2 separate regions of the Drosophila melanogaster genome follow, and region 1 is linked to region 2. Evidence: chromatin contacts called from public Hi-C data. All regions are on one chromosome and are shown on one strand. The core of a region is the stretch at or near the end of the contact, and the rest is flanking DNA. Distances in the headings are between cores, read along the strand shown. Region 1 holds the start of lncRNA:CR44363 (long non-coding RNA:CR44363). Region 2 holds the start of lncRNA:CR45251 (long non-coding RNA:CR45251).

Region 1 (6,069 bases), core at 3,527-6,026, 56 kb after region 2:
AGATTATGCATTACCTAGTTCAAAACATTCAATTAAGTTTTATATATTTACAAATATATACCTTAAAGAGCAGCAAGTCAAAGAGTTATTCGCGATTTTGTTTAGTAAGGTAAATGTACCGAGTATATCCTTTTTACCACACGAACAATGGGTATGAAAAAAGGACGCCAAAGTGAATTGCGTAATTTATGCTGCGCAGGACGCGCAAGGAAGTGGCAGAGTGAAGGGGCGGGGCGAGAAGGCCGGAAGGAAGGAAGTGAACACGGACGCACTGTGCCAGGGATGACTGTACCACCGGCAGAGCATGCAGTTTTCCACCCAAATGGAACTCCCTTCGGGGAAAATGGCTATTCGAAGTTTCAGCTGCGACGCAATAAGGAAAACTGCGATTGTCTTTAACTCCAAAAGCAACCCTCCTACCGAACAGAATCCCATCGCTTTGTACTTTCCCCCGGTAATCCAGCTTTGAATTCAATCAAAGGAGGGTGAAAACTGAAGGAAACTGCGCAGTGCGTCGAGGAAACTCCATCTCGAAGCCCAAAGCGGAAAGTTGCCGTGGAAATCCTGAGAAGTTACATATGTTGTGGCTGAGTTCAAGAGATGATCTTTATCGTAAATCCTTTAAAACAACAACCAGTCCTTTAGCAACCTTCGGGCCAACTGGGAGGACGACTTATAGAAATATATTTGATGAGATAAGATGCTTGCAATTACAACAAGGTTTTTCCTTTATAACCACAATTTATTAATAAAATTCATATAATCACGCACATATAAATAGTATAAATCTAATAGTATAAATCCAAAATAGGACAAATTTCCATTAGAGAAATTTCAACTTAAAAAATCATTGCTATTTATCTTTAGCTAAAATCAAAAAAATTGAGAACGTATTATTTAGAACCCAATTCAATTCATGAAAGAATATATAAATAAAGTTCAAAATATACGAACGTTGATGGCAAAGCTTTTTCCTTTGAAAGTTAAAAGCACCTTAAATAAGTGCCTTGGCCATGTACTTTGTTACCCACACATTTTTCATTACTTATTCTCTCCCAGTCCAATCCAATCCAATCCAATCCGATCCGATCCAATAGAGCCCGCCCCTTTGGTTGCGTTTTATTTTCACATTTTGCTGGGGTCGCTCTGACACACACAATAGTGACAGGTCGGTCAGTGGAAAATATGAATACCACTTGAGCATGTTAACCCCGAAAGGCGTTTATAAAACTGTCCAAGGCTATTAATATCAAAATTCCGCACACAGAGCAACCGCCTCGGGGCGGCAACTGCGCAGTGTTTTGGTATCGGTCGGAACGGAGTCAGGCCAAATAAAAAAAAAAAAAGGAAAATTGAGCAGGACACTGACACGGACACCCAACTAGCGAAGTCCTGGTCAGCCTATCAAGCGCAACGGACGGACATACGGACAAGCGAACGAACGGACAGATGGATAGACGGACGGACAGGCCGAGAGAGAGTGGCATGTTTGGCGTCCATGAGGCGGAAATGAAAGCGCCTGGCAACAGGGTGTATGGTGGGGGGGGGGGAGGGGGTCCTCGGTCAGTGGACGGAGGATTATCAACAGGCAAGCACACTCACACACTCGCCCAGATACCTAATAAAAACGAGAAAGAATACAGGATGCGGTATTTCGGCTAAAGGATACTCATTTCTCATCGGACTCAAAGTTATAAAATTAAAATCATACAACGATGCATTCCAACGTTTCTAACTAGTTGTGCATTTACAAATGCAGGATGGTTATGAGACCATTTTTTAAGAACTTCCATAGCAATTATATATATCCTCTTTGTTTGTAAGTACTGGGTATGAGCATATCCTTGGTCAACTCGGCCACCGGCTGAGGGCAACTCCGTGTTGTCGGGCGGAAGGCTTTTGTTGGATAAAGCTAAATGCCGGGCCCCTGCCGCCATGTGTCCATTGTTATTTATGATTAAAAGCGCAAGGACTTGCCGATGGGCGACCACCATTGCGCCCACACATATATTTACATGCGATCCACCTCCTTTCCGAAGCCCGTTTTTGTATGCTAAACATAACGCTGCATGTGTCCATACATGTCCATCACTTAATCACGCCACCAACCTTGTTGGTTTTTTTTTTGTGCCAGACTCCCTTCTCGGATCGCGAAGGATAGACTGGAAACTTTGAGAAAAAAAATATAAGGTTGTTCATTCTTGATTACTCTATAACTTTGATTTTGTTTTCATGAGAAGCATTCTTCCAGATGGAAGCATTTTAAGGATATAAGTCCTTTAGTTTAGATGCATGCTTACATACTCATCATAAATTGGCTACATCAATGTAATTTTTAATGGCCTTTCAAGCAAAAAGTATTCAATGTTCCGAATCGTGTCCGAATTTAAATATGTAGTGCATGTCAGTTTACGCTTTGTTAGTGAATCCTTTCTATTTGAATGTTACCACCTCTGCACGTTTTTTTTTAGAAAATCTTTGGGATCTCAACATAAGCCCGCCTGTCAGCCGAAGCTGAGTCCTTTTCTCGCCCGCTCACTGAATAATATGCAAATGGGTTAATTTTTATTTAGTTTCGTTGGGCATTCCTTTTGCATTTCAACCGACTCGGTTGGATGATTCACTTTATACATGTGTATAGGTATATATATATATGTATATGTATATGTATGTTAGGGTCCGCATCAACAGAATTTATGATGCAATCGCCTTACGCATTCCGGTTCTGGTCTTTGGGGCTCGGGAAACAGGACTTGGCAGGTATCCTGCCGCGTATCCTTGGCTTCAAGATTTCCCATTATTATGATCTCCTGCTTCGGCTGCTTTGGTCCTTGTGAGTGTTTTTTATGATGCCTGGAATTCCGAATGAAGAGGGTGTATATAAGGCTGGTGGCATCTTTGGCTTGACACGACTGTATATATTATACAACCAATTCTGAATTTAGTTTGCTTAGATCCAAAGAAGTAGTGGCTTTTGTACTTATTGCTCATCATTCTTTTGCCATAGGAACAGTGATTACCAGGTATCTACCAGTCGTGTTCTTCGATTAGAGGGTTCTTCCTTGTTTGGTTTTACTTTATTTGCAGCAGCAGCAGGAGCAGTTGCCAGGCGGCATCTGGGTTGTCCTGCATGTCCTTCCGCCATTAAGGGTGGTTGTTCCGCCACAGGCGGTTAGTTAGGCTTTGTTCCCTGCCCGCCGCCGAATGGACAAAGCATTTTATTTGAGCTTTTTATTTTGCTCAATTCCCTTTTTTATGCGCAGCATTGCCAACTCCTTTTTCCAGTGTCTTTGTGTGTGTGTGTGCGAGTGTGCGAGTGTGGCCTTTGTCCTTTGTTTGCGAAATGTGTGTCAGTGCGTCAGTCGGTTGCCAGGCACTTGGTTCGACTATTTCCGGTTTCAATATGCGCACTGCCTTTGCTTTGCCTTTGCCATTGCCATTGTCCTTGCCGAGTGGTAATGGTACAGTAGGTACAAGTCCTTTGGCCCGCTTCCTCCTCGAATTCCAGTTCCAGTTCCATATCCAGTTTTATTATCCCTTTCATTGGCACAAATTAGAAGTGCCCCTTTGCCGCTGGCTACATGTTATTAACTTTTGCTATGCCTTGTCGACTTGTCGACAAAAAGGTGTCAGCGTTGTGGGGTCCTGATTTACGACCACAATATATATACATCGCACTTTGCTGGCATAAATGAATACGTTGGGCCAGGATCGATCCTCCTCACATCCCTGCCACCACCCATCAAATTGACAGCTGGTGAATGAGTCCTTGCGATGACTTCAATCCAGAAAATACGAAATTCAGATGTGTAATGAGCTGGAAAACTACTTTGTGCGCTGTGCTGAGGCACCATATGAATAAAAGGTAATATTTTCAGAATAACAAAAAGCTGAAAAACAAAAGACACGGGTTAACTTTCCGGTGGAGCGAGATCTTATTATTTTGTTTTTCTCGAAAGCATCGAAACCAGTTGGGGAACTTGAGATGTTCCAGTAACTTGACAAGAAGATCGGTTAGGATAATTATTTGCCTGGAAGGCAGAGTGTTTCGAATGTATCTTTGTTACGAAGGTTGATAAATTAAGATTTCAAAATCATCTTCTGCTTAAGTGTTACACTTCCATGTGTTAGTATAAGAAATGTAGAAATGCTTTCTTTCTTAAATTAAGAACTATAACTTAATTAATTCTAAAGCTCCTATCCTCCTTTCACAAGATCTGTTGATGCATATGATTACCGCGAGAAATTCATATTGCTCCAAATTGGATAGAAAAGATTTATTAAGATCCGATTATACCGTTGATAATTCTAGCTTTCTTTAAGTCAATTCATGCTGATCGAATGTGAAAAGAATGAGCAAAATCAAAATCGAAAATCAGTCAACTAGACAAGATCACTTAATCAGCTGGGTTGCAATGAGATTGGAAATTGTGCAGAGCGATGCATTAGATGGGGCTCGAAATTGGAGCACATCGATCGATCCAACGATCGATCCAACGATTCGTGGATCCAATCTTTGTGCCAAAGCGATTTCATGCACGACAGCCTGCGATCGCAGAGCGATGAAAAGAAATCATTGAGCTGAGGATCCCGATCTCTGGTTTGGGGATCGCAGTTGATTGCTTCGCCTGCTCCACTGTCCACGTATCCCTCTGCGATTCCCCTTCGATTCTGCAGTTGGTGGTGGGGCAATTGCCGGCATGCCATCAATTAAAGTAATTTAAAGGAATCAGTAACGAAGGCAGCAGCAGCAACAACAGCAGCAGCAGCAACAACAGCAGCAGCAGCCACAACCGAAGCAGCAGCAACATTGTAGATAATGCGCGAACCGGCTAAAGAACCAATGCCCGTAACTAGATCCATAAGCTGAAAATCAATCAGGCGGAAAGTCAGACGGTCCGAGGAAACAACAACAAAGACGAAACAAAACACAGAGCGGTACGATGGGGCATAAAAAGAAGCCTATTAGAAGACAAGCGGCAGCCCAAGGCGAAAACAACAACTGGCGGCAGTCAACAATCGAGAATAACAGCAACGAAACTTAAAATTGGATGAACTAGAAAGAAAAAAACAGTAGCCACGAAATCGATTGAAGAGCTAAAGACTTGGCCATTGGAGCGCTCCAGCTTGAGCTCGAGTCTGGGCTCCATTTCGATGACGGGTGACGAAGATGTTGTTGATGATGATGATGGGCGATGACGGTGCACAGTGGTTACATGTTACACTAAAAGCACTCCGAAAAATAGTAATCGTTCGACATAGAATGCATGCATTTACAAAAATATATATCATATTGGTATTTATTTTTAAGAGATCTCAAAGATCTTTAGGCTAAGAAACTTTTCAATAAATATTCCCAAAAGACAAGACCCACTGTGCATGATGACGAGGGCTTTGCTTGCAAGCCATTTACTTAACAATAGCTGCAGCGATGGTGAAGAATAAAAAAAAAAAAAAGAAGAAAACAAGAGCAAAAGTCATCATTAACAAACAGTAGCCGAAAGAAAGAGTCGGGTCAGAAAAGCGGTTGGTGGAAGTGGTTTGGTTTTCGGTTTTCTGTATTGGATTGGGTATTGGAGATTGGGTCTTAAGTCTTAGGTCTGGGGTCTTCAGACCAAACTACAACGAATCAATAGACAGACACGATTAGAGTGGATAAGCGTGTCTGTCGGCTATAAAAGTGTAATATCTGTAACTCATTAATGACAGCAATTTTGGGCAACTGGCGATACTCAGCGGAATAGCATAGACCACTTCGTAGATACACACTCTATGGCTCAGCTGGACCCGAAATTATTATGCTAAACTGCTAGTGTAAATCTGTGGGCAGAAAACACAAAGCCAGCGACTTAAAGGGGACACAACTCTCGCTCGTCCGAGACCGACTGGTTCCAATCAACTGCCACTTAACTAAATGACTCTGCGTCTTGTAGCCAGTCGAAGGTGAAGACGAACTCGAAGAGCCGGACAAAAGACCAGACGGAGCCGTGCCTCAAGACCCAGAGACTCACAGCTCAGACTCAGGCCGAAAATCGAAAAGAACTTGTGTCCCGGTGTGAGTGCTCACCG
Region 2 (6,090 bases), core at 3,055-5,554:
CGACCAAAAGCTCGGGTTGTTTAAAGAGCATAGAATTTTCAAAAATTATATATATATATATTTATTAGTGACTAATCTTAAGTTTTATATGCACCTATAATAGTAATTAAAAGCGCTTTGTTTTGCAACGTAGTTTATGGCTATTAAATATTATGACTTATTTTGAGTTAGCCAAAGCCGCTTTTATTGGACATTTTTTGATGGGCAAAAATAAATTTTAATAGTTGTGGTAAATGTCAAGCGTGTTTGCTTATTATCGATAGCATTGTTGACTTTCGTGCACGCCCAATTAGGCGTATGTAAACAAATTCGAATTTGTTTACATGCACACATATGCATTGTCGTTTGTTCCGTGCAAATGTCAAATGTGAGAAAAGCCATTAATCGCAGCGTTGAAAATAGAATCCAACCGCCCACTGCATTGTGGAAAGTTTCGTAGGTTGCGGCCCCAAAAATACAAGCCAAAAATACAAGGAAAAAGTACGAAAATAAATAATCGGAATAAATGCAAAACTAAAGCCAACAAAATCGTCGAAACGGCAGCGGTGAAATCCTCGCACATTTTGCAATCAACACAAAACCAGATGAAGAGTGGGAGGGAGGCGGTGGGCGGAGGGGCGTGGGGAAAATGGAAAAACACACCCAAGGAAGGGGTGCACTGGAAAAAAAATCGACATTTTAAAGTAACTTATGTTATATTTCAACAAAACATATTGTAAAACAACATGGCCAAATTATTACCTAAATTCTTCGATATTTTGGAATTTGTTAATTGTAAAACAAAATTCAAATTTTAATATTCCCATTTGAATATTATTTATAAGGGCTTATTAAAGAAATTTTAAATTGTAAAATGAAAATTTATGGCTCTTATCTAAAAATATACATTTCTATTACTTAGATTCAGTTAATTTATAATTTCCTTTCCGAAAATCTATTTGTTTTTCTGACTTTTCTATTTGTAAATTTTGAATATGGCAATAAATCTTTGTCTCAAAATTAAAGCTGTTGACAAATAATAGGCATACCTACGCATGTTTTTGGGAAAGTGTTTTCAAAGCAAGTGTTTATTTTTTTCTAGTGCAAAGGAAGGATGAAAACAATTTCTCTCGTTTTGATTAGACGACGCAAAAATTGTTGGACGTCGGCGCGTAAACAAGAATCTGAATTGAGGCGTTAAGACTGGCAATCTTGTGCGCTCCTACCCTCCCAACCCCTCCAACTTGCCATTACTCAATCCGTCCTGCACCTGCCCTCCCACCCTTACACCACCCCCCCCCCCACCCCTTCCACATCACTTTTCCACGGGTTATGTACCATATAAACCTGGCGGACGCCAACAACAATGTGCGAATGAACCCATATAACCGACAAATTCGGACGCGCGCAAATAACAGAAACAAATTTAGTGCGGTTTTCAAATTTATTCTAGTGCCGCCCGCCTTTTGTTCCGCTCCCACTTCCACGCCCCCGCGAATCAGACGCCCCCCCATTCTTCGACCATCATCCTTCTATTCAATTCCGTTGCGTTTCTTGTTATTTTTGTACTTAAATAAAGCGCAATTTGCGATTTTTTTTCACCCGCTGCCAGTGGTTTTCTGGTTTGTTTTTCAACGCTTGAAATTTAATAGATTTGGCACACATTCGAGACAATATCATATTGGCAGAAGCCAATGGAAAAATGTTAGTACTCATCGGGGAGCGGCAAATAAGAACTTTAAATAAGATTATGTAATTTTTAAAATTTTGAAGTTTATTCAAATTCTTCGTCACTACGTCAATTTGCTTATTGCTTGTAATGTGTGCTGCGTATATTTTTTGCATTGTTGTATTGTTGTTTTTTAAAATCTTTCAAAAATAACACATATTTTTAAAAGGCTACAAATAGGAGTGAACCAATATTTTTTTTCTTGTGTCTAAGCTTGCCATTAAAACATAAGTTTCATCGTTCTGCTGTTTTAGCTGTTAGAAAAATATTGCTCGGCAAGAGTGGTGCATTAAAAACAACTTGCCAACACTAACTTTATTCAACTGGCATAGTATTTCATTGCCCATCAAAAGTTGCCAACAGGTGCAATAACTTATGCGCGTTATTAATGTTCGCTCCAACTATTTCCTTCCACTCGATTTGCTGGCAAAGGTAAAAGGTGAAAAGATTCGCAACGAATATTTTGCCACTGGCCCATACTTGATTTGCATTCAAAACAAAAAATTCTTTGCATAAATAAATAAAATTGCTGGAATCTCGAAAAAGCTGAAAAACAACAGTGCGAATCGCACATGTTTTAATAAACAAGAGCATATCCCAAACGATTTTTCGATATGAATGAGCAAATGAATGAATTGAATGAATGGAAATGAGTAGAAGAATGAACGGCATCTGCAAATACGAGTAGAGCAAATAAAATTTGGTTTGATTTTATTGTATTTATTTTCTGTATATTTTTGCGCTCACGCATTTCCATTGTTAAGCTTAAAATCTGCACATGCATTAAGGCCTGTTGTTTTTTTTTTAATGATAAATGTGCTGAATGCAAATCAATGCGAGTGTGTATTTAAAGAAACCTATTTATTCAACTGATTGTGTGGCTTATCCCTTTGAAAGCAAAGAAATTTTGAGTAACAAAACCATTTCGTCTGCCAATAGTTTGCCATGGCGATTCTCATTTTAAGTTAAGCAAGCATTATTCACAGCCAAAAATCTGTACAATTTAATTCTGTTTATCTAAGCTTCCTCCTCATCACTTTGTTTACAACGAATTTTGTATAAATATGACAAAATCGGTGCAAACTGCACAGGTTGTCACATTGGGTAATCTCTAAAAATAAGAAAGCATTGTAATTATATTTAATGCCGTTTCGTTGCCCAAATGAGTTGGCTCATCAGAAGGCCTTGGCACTATGCTAGTCTAGGCACGTGCCCCAATCTTGGCCTTGTCTTCATCAAAAAACACCTCTATGCGGACTCTCCATTTGCGGATCGAGTCGGGCGCCAAACTGTATGGCCTCCGCAGCTCAGCGAGCCACATTCAAATTCAAAAAAATATATATACATACATATATAGATGAAAAGATATAGTAATATATCTAATTAGAAGCAAACACAAAATGCAAATGAAGCAAATCACACATATTTATCATATTAAGTGTGCTTTACTATATGCCTAATGATGTTCAATTACCTCTATGAGGGTCGTAGGCACAGAAAAAAAAAATGGTTTGTTTTAGGTTTCCATACGGTTATATATAACATAAACATATAAATCTTCCTTATTGCAAAAAAATCTCTATTTTCGAAATCATTCTCTGTCATAATCATAAATTCATTCAATCCAGGAAGAAAATCAGCTGTCGCAGCTGGGAAAATGTCGAAGCAATTTCGAAAGCGATTTCAAAATCGTCGCACAAATCGATCCAATGAATTTCAAATTCAAGTGGCATCAGCTCGCTTTGTTTACAAACAAAAGAGGTGACCGATAGGGAAACTCGGGGACTCGAGAGGTTCGGTTCGTGGGGCCAACGTAGATCCATCCGTCGATTGGGGCATATGACAGCCCAAAGTGCTCCGTGCATATTAGATAAAATTATAAACAAAACACGAAAAGGCAACGCTGGAAATTTGTCACGCCCCACCGTTCGCGGGTGCTGAGCCCCTAAAAGGGGAGGGGGGTGGGTGTGGTGATAGATCGCGCTTTTTGTTGTCTTGCCAAAGCTGGGGGTCGACCTATTCAATATGCCGACACACGCGCCAAACACCTCCTACGCAGGGCCCACAATCGCCATCGAATGCGGCGTAGTAGAAGAGAGACCCGCAATCAGTCAGATTTGCCAGCGTGACACGAACGAACTTGTAGAAATTTAAATGAAAAAAAAAAAAATATATTAACAACAATTTATTAGCCACTAGCACGGGCTGAGTAGAATAATTGAGTCGTTGTGGCATTGAAAAATAATATATGTATATAAATATATTTATTGAGAAGCTGTTATCCATTACATACAATCCAGCAACCACCTTAATTACCTCACAAAAATTAATAATTGAATTTTAAATTTTGTAATGATTTTAATCCGTAGATATGTATGGCTTAGTGTCATAGCAGCATAGTTTTATTGGCTCAGCGTGGCTTTATTTTTTAGAGTCCCCAGCCCACTCGATGAGTGGCGTCCATTGTTTTCGAACCGCTTTGTTGTTGACGAAACGAAACGAAACGAGACGAGACGCAACAATCTGTTGAAGTTTGCCAAATGGATGACAGACGAGCGGACGGGCCAGAGCCCCAAACCGATCCCATGCGATGCGATGCGATACGATCCGATCCAGATTCGAGATTCAGATCCAGATCCAAAGCGAGAGACCCATGTGGCGACCACTCGATCGTCGCATGATATGTATGTGTCTCTATGAAATAAAAATGGGGCGAGATGAAGTGGTATGGAATGGAGGGTGAGGAGAGGGGCGCACTAATAGTGGCGATTGTTTAGGATATCAAAGGGAATCTCAGCTGTTGAGTGATAAAGAAAATATTTGTTTATTTGAACAAATAAACAATAGCGCACTTGCTGTGTTACACACCCATTATACATACATATACATATGTTAAAAACATTACATGTCAATTATATTTCATATTTTATTGCACCACATTGTTTTGTCCCTGCTTTTCAAAATAAAATAAAAAATCTATTTAAGTTTTGTTGTGGTTTATCTACCTGACTATTTAAAAATAGTGCTCTACATATATACCCTTCTATACCCCTTAGTTTTATGTCAACTGCACGAGTGCGATCCTCATTTGGCGCATTTGCTATTCGACTTTGCCTCTGCACATTACTTTTAATCACTCATCATATTGTTGCTATTGTTGCCATTGCTATTTATGTATATTTTTGTTGTGTTTGTTGCTCCGCTGGTCGCCAACTAATTTGCATATTAATACCCGCACACACCAGAAGCAGACGACTTATCTAACACGAGCACACAGCTGCGCCTATTTGGGAGTCGGGACTAGGGGCTCCAAGCCGAGTTGGTATACTAATATGCATATATTGTAGTATAGTATACTACTATGCTATGTACATGGTATATGGGCTCCGAGGTCTGGGTCTTTGAAGCTGGGGGCTACACATATCGAAGATAAGGAGCGCTCGCCAGCGATCGTTTGTGTATACTTCTTCCCTTGCAGTCGAAAAATATTTGGGTCAATTTCACTGATTAATAAATATCAGATTATTAATTAAATTAAATCCAAAATTCAAGTGATGGTTAAATTTTCTTAGAATTTTGTATTTGCAGAGTAGATAAAGGTTCATATTGACATTAAAAAAAAAAGATCTTATACTAAAATTTAAATTTATTTAAAAAAATGTTAAATAGTTTCAAGATGTTATTCTAGTATTCAAAATCTATATGTTATTTTTTATTGTCAGCCTTTTTTCAATGTTATTTTCTATTGTGGTGTATAGCAATAAGCTTGAAACGATAATGTTTGTTCATCTGTTTTCTTGAAGGTTTTCAAAAAATATTACAAATTCTTTGCATGTAGACTACTTCAAAGTGTTGCTACTGTTTCCCAGGGCTGCCAAATCAGATGGTAGCCCTGGCGTTGTCTGTTTTGTTTATTTTGAAAAGAGCCCCCCTTTGCATGGTGATGTCACAAGAATAACAAATGTTTTATTTTTTTCTCTATTTTGTATTTTTTTTTTGCCGCTTGCCTCGACGACTGGCACGTTTACGATCACATCGGGGCGTATGTTAATTTTTGTTTTGTTTGCAATCTATTAAAAAAAAAGGCAGAGAAAAAATGATTCCCACTTTCTGCTTTGAGCATTTAAATACAACAACCAAATTAATTCGTATGCCATGTTTGGCGCCTGTTTTTGTAAACCAGCTTTGTCTTCCATGCCTGTGCCGTTCGGGCTAAGAAAAAAACAAACAGCGAACTATACTATTTTTTTACCATGTCTATGTGGCCCACTGAAGATCGCGTTTGAAAGAGGCCCTGCTATGGGTTAATTAATGATCAGCATGCGCCATCCCTATATGATCATTGCCGCCCTCTGTGGGGGAAAAGTGGAACTAATGGTAAA

Evidence for each region. A called contact is a pair of places that touch in the nucleus more often than the background predicts.
Region 1: a Hi-C map of the Kc167 cell line shows a contact between it and region 2, with 1.6 times the contacts expected there. A contact is called at or near these places in 16 of 107 Hi-C or Micro-C datasets (the Clone 8 cell line, the Kc167 cell line, the Ras3 cell line and 8 more) and 1 of 7 datasets of targeted methods (the Kc167 cell line).

Annotation. Positions count from the first base shown.
Region 1 is chr3L:11,400,759-11,406,827 of dm6, forward strand. lncRNA:CR44363 (long non-coding RNA:CR44363) reads left to right here and starts at 4,777. Exons shown (of 1, transcript NR_124890.1): 1 at 4,777-5,336.
Region 2 is chr3L:11,345,439-11,351,528 of dm6, forward strand. It overlaps lncRNA:CR45251 (long non-coding RNA:CR45251), which reads right to left and starts at 4,305. Exons shown (of 1, transcript NR_124887.1): 1 at 3,957-4,305.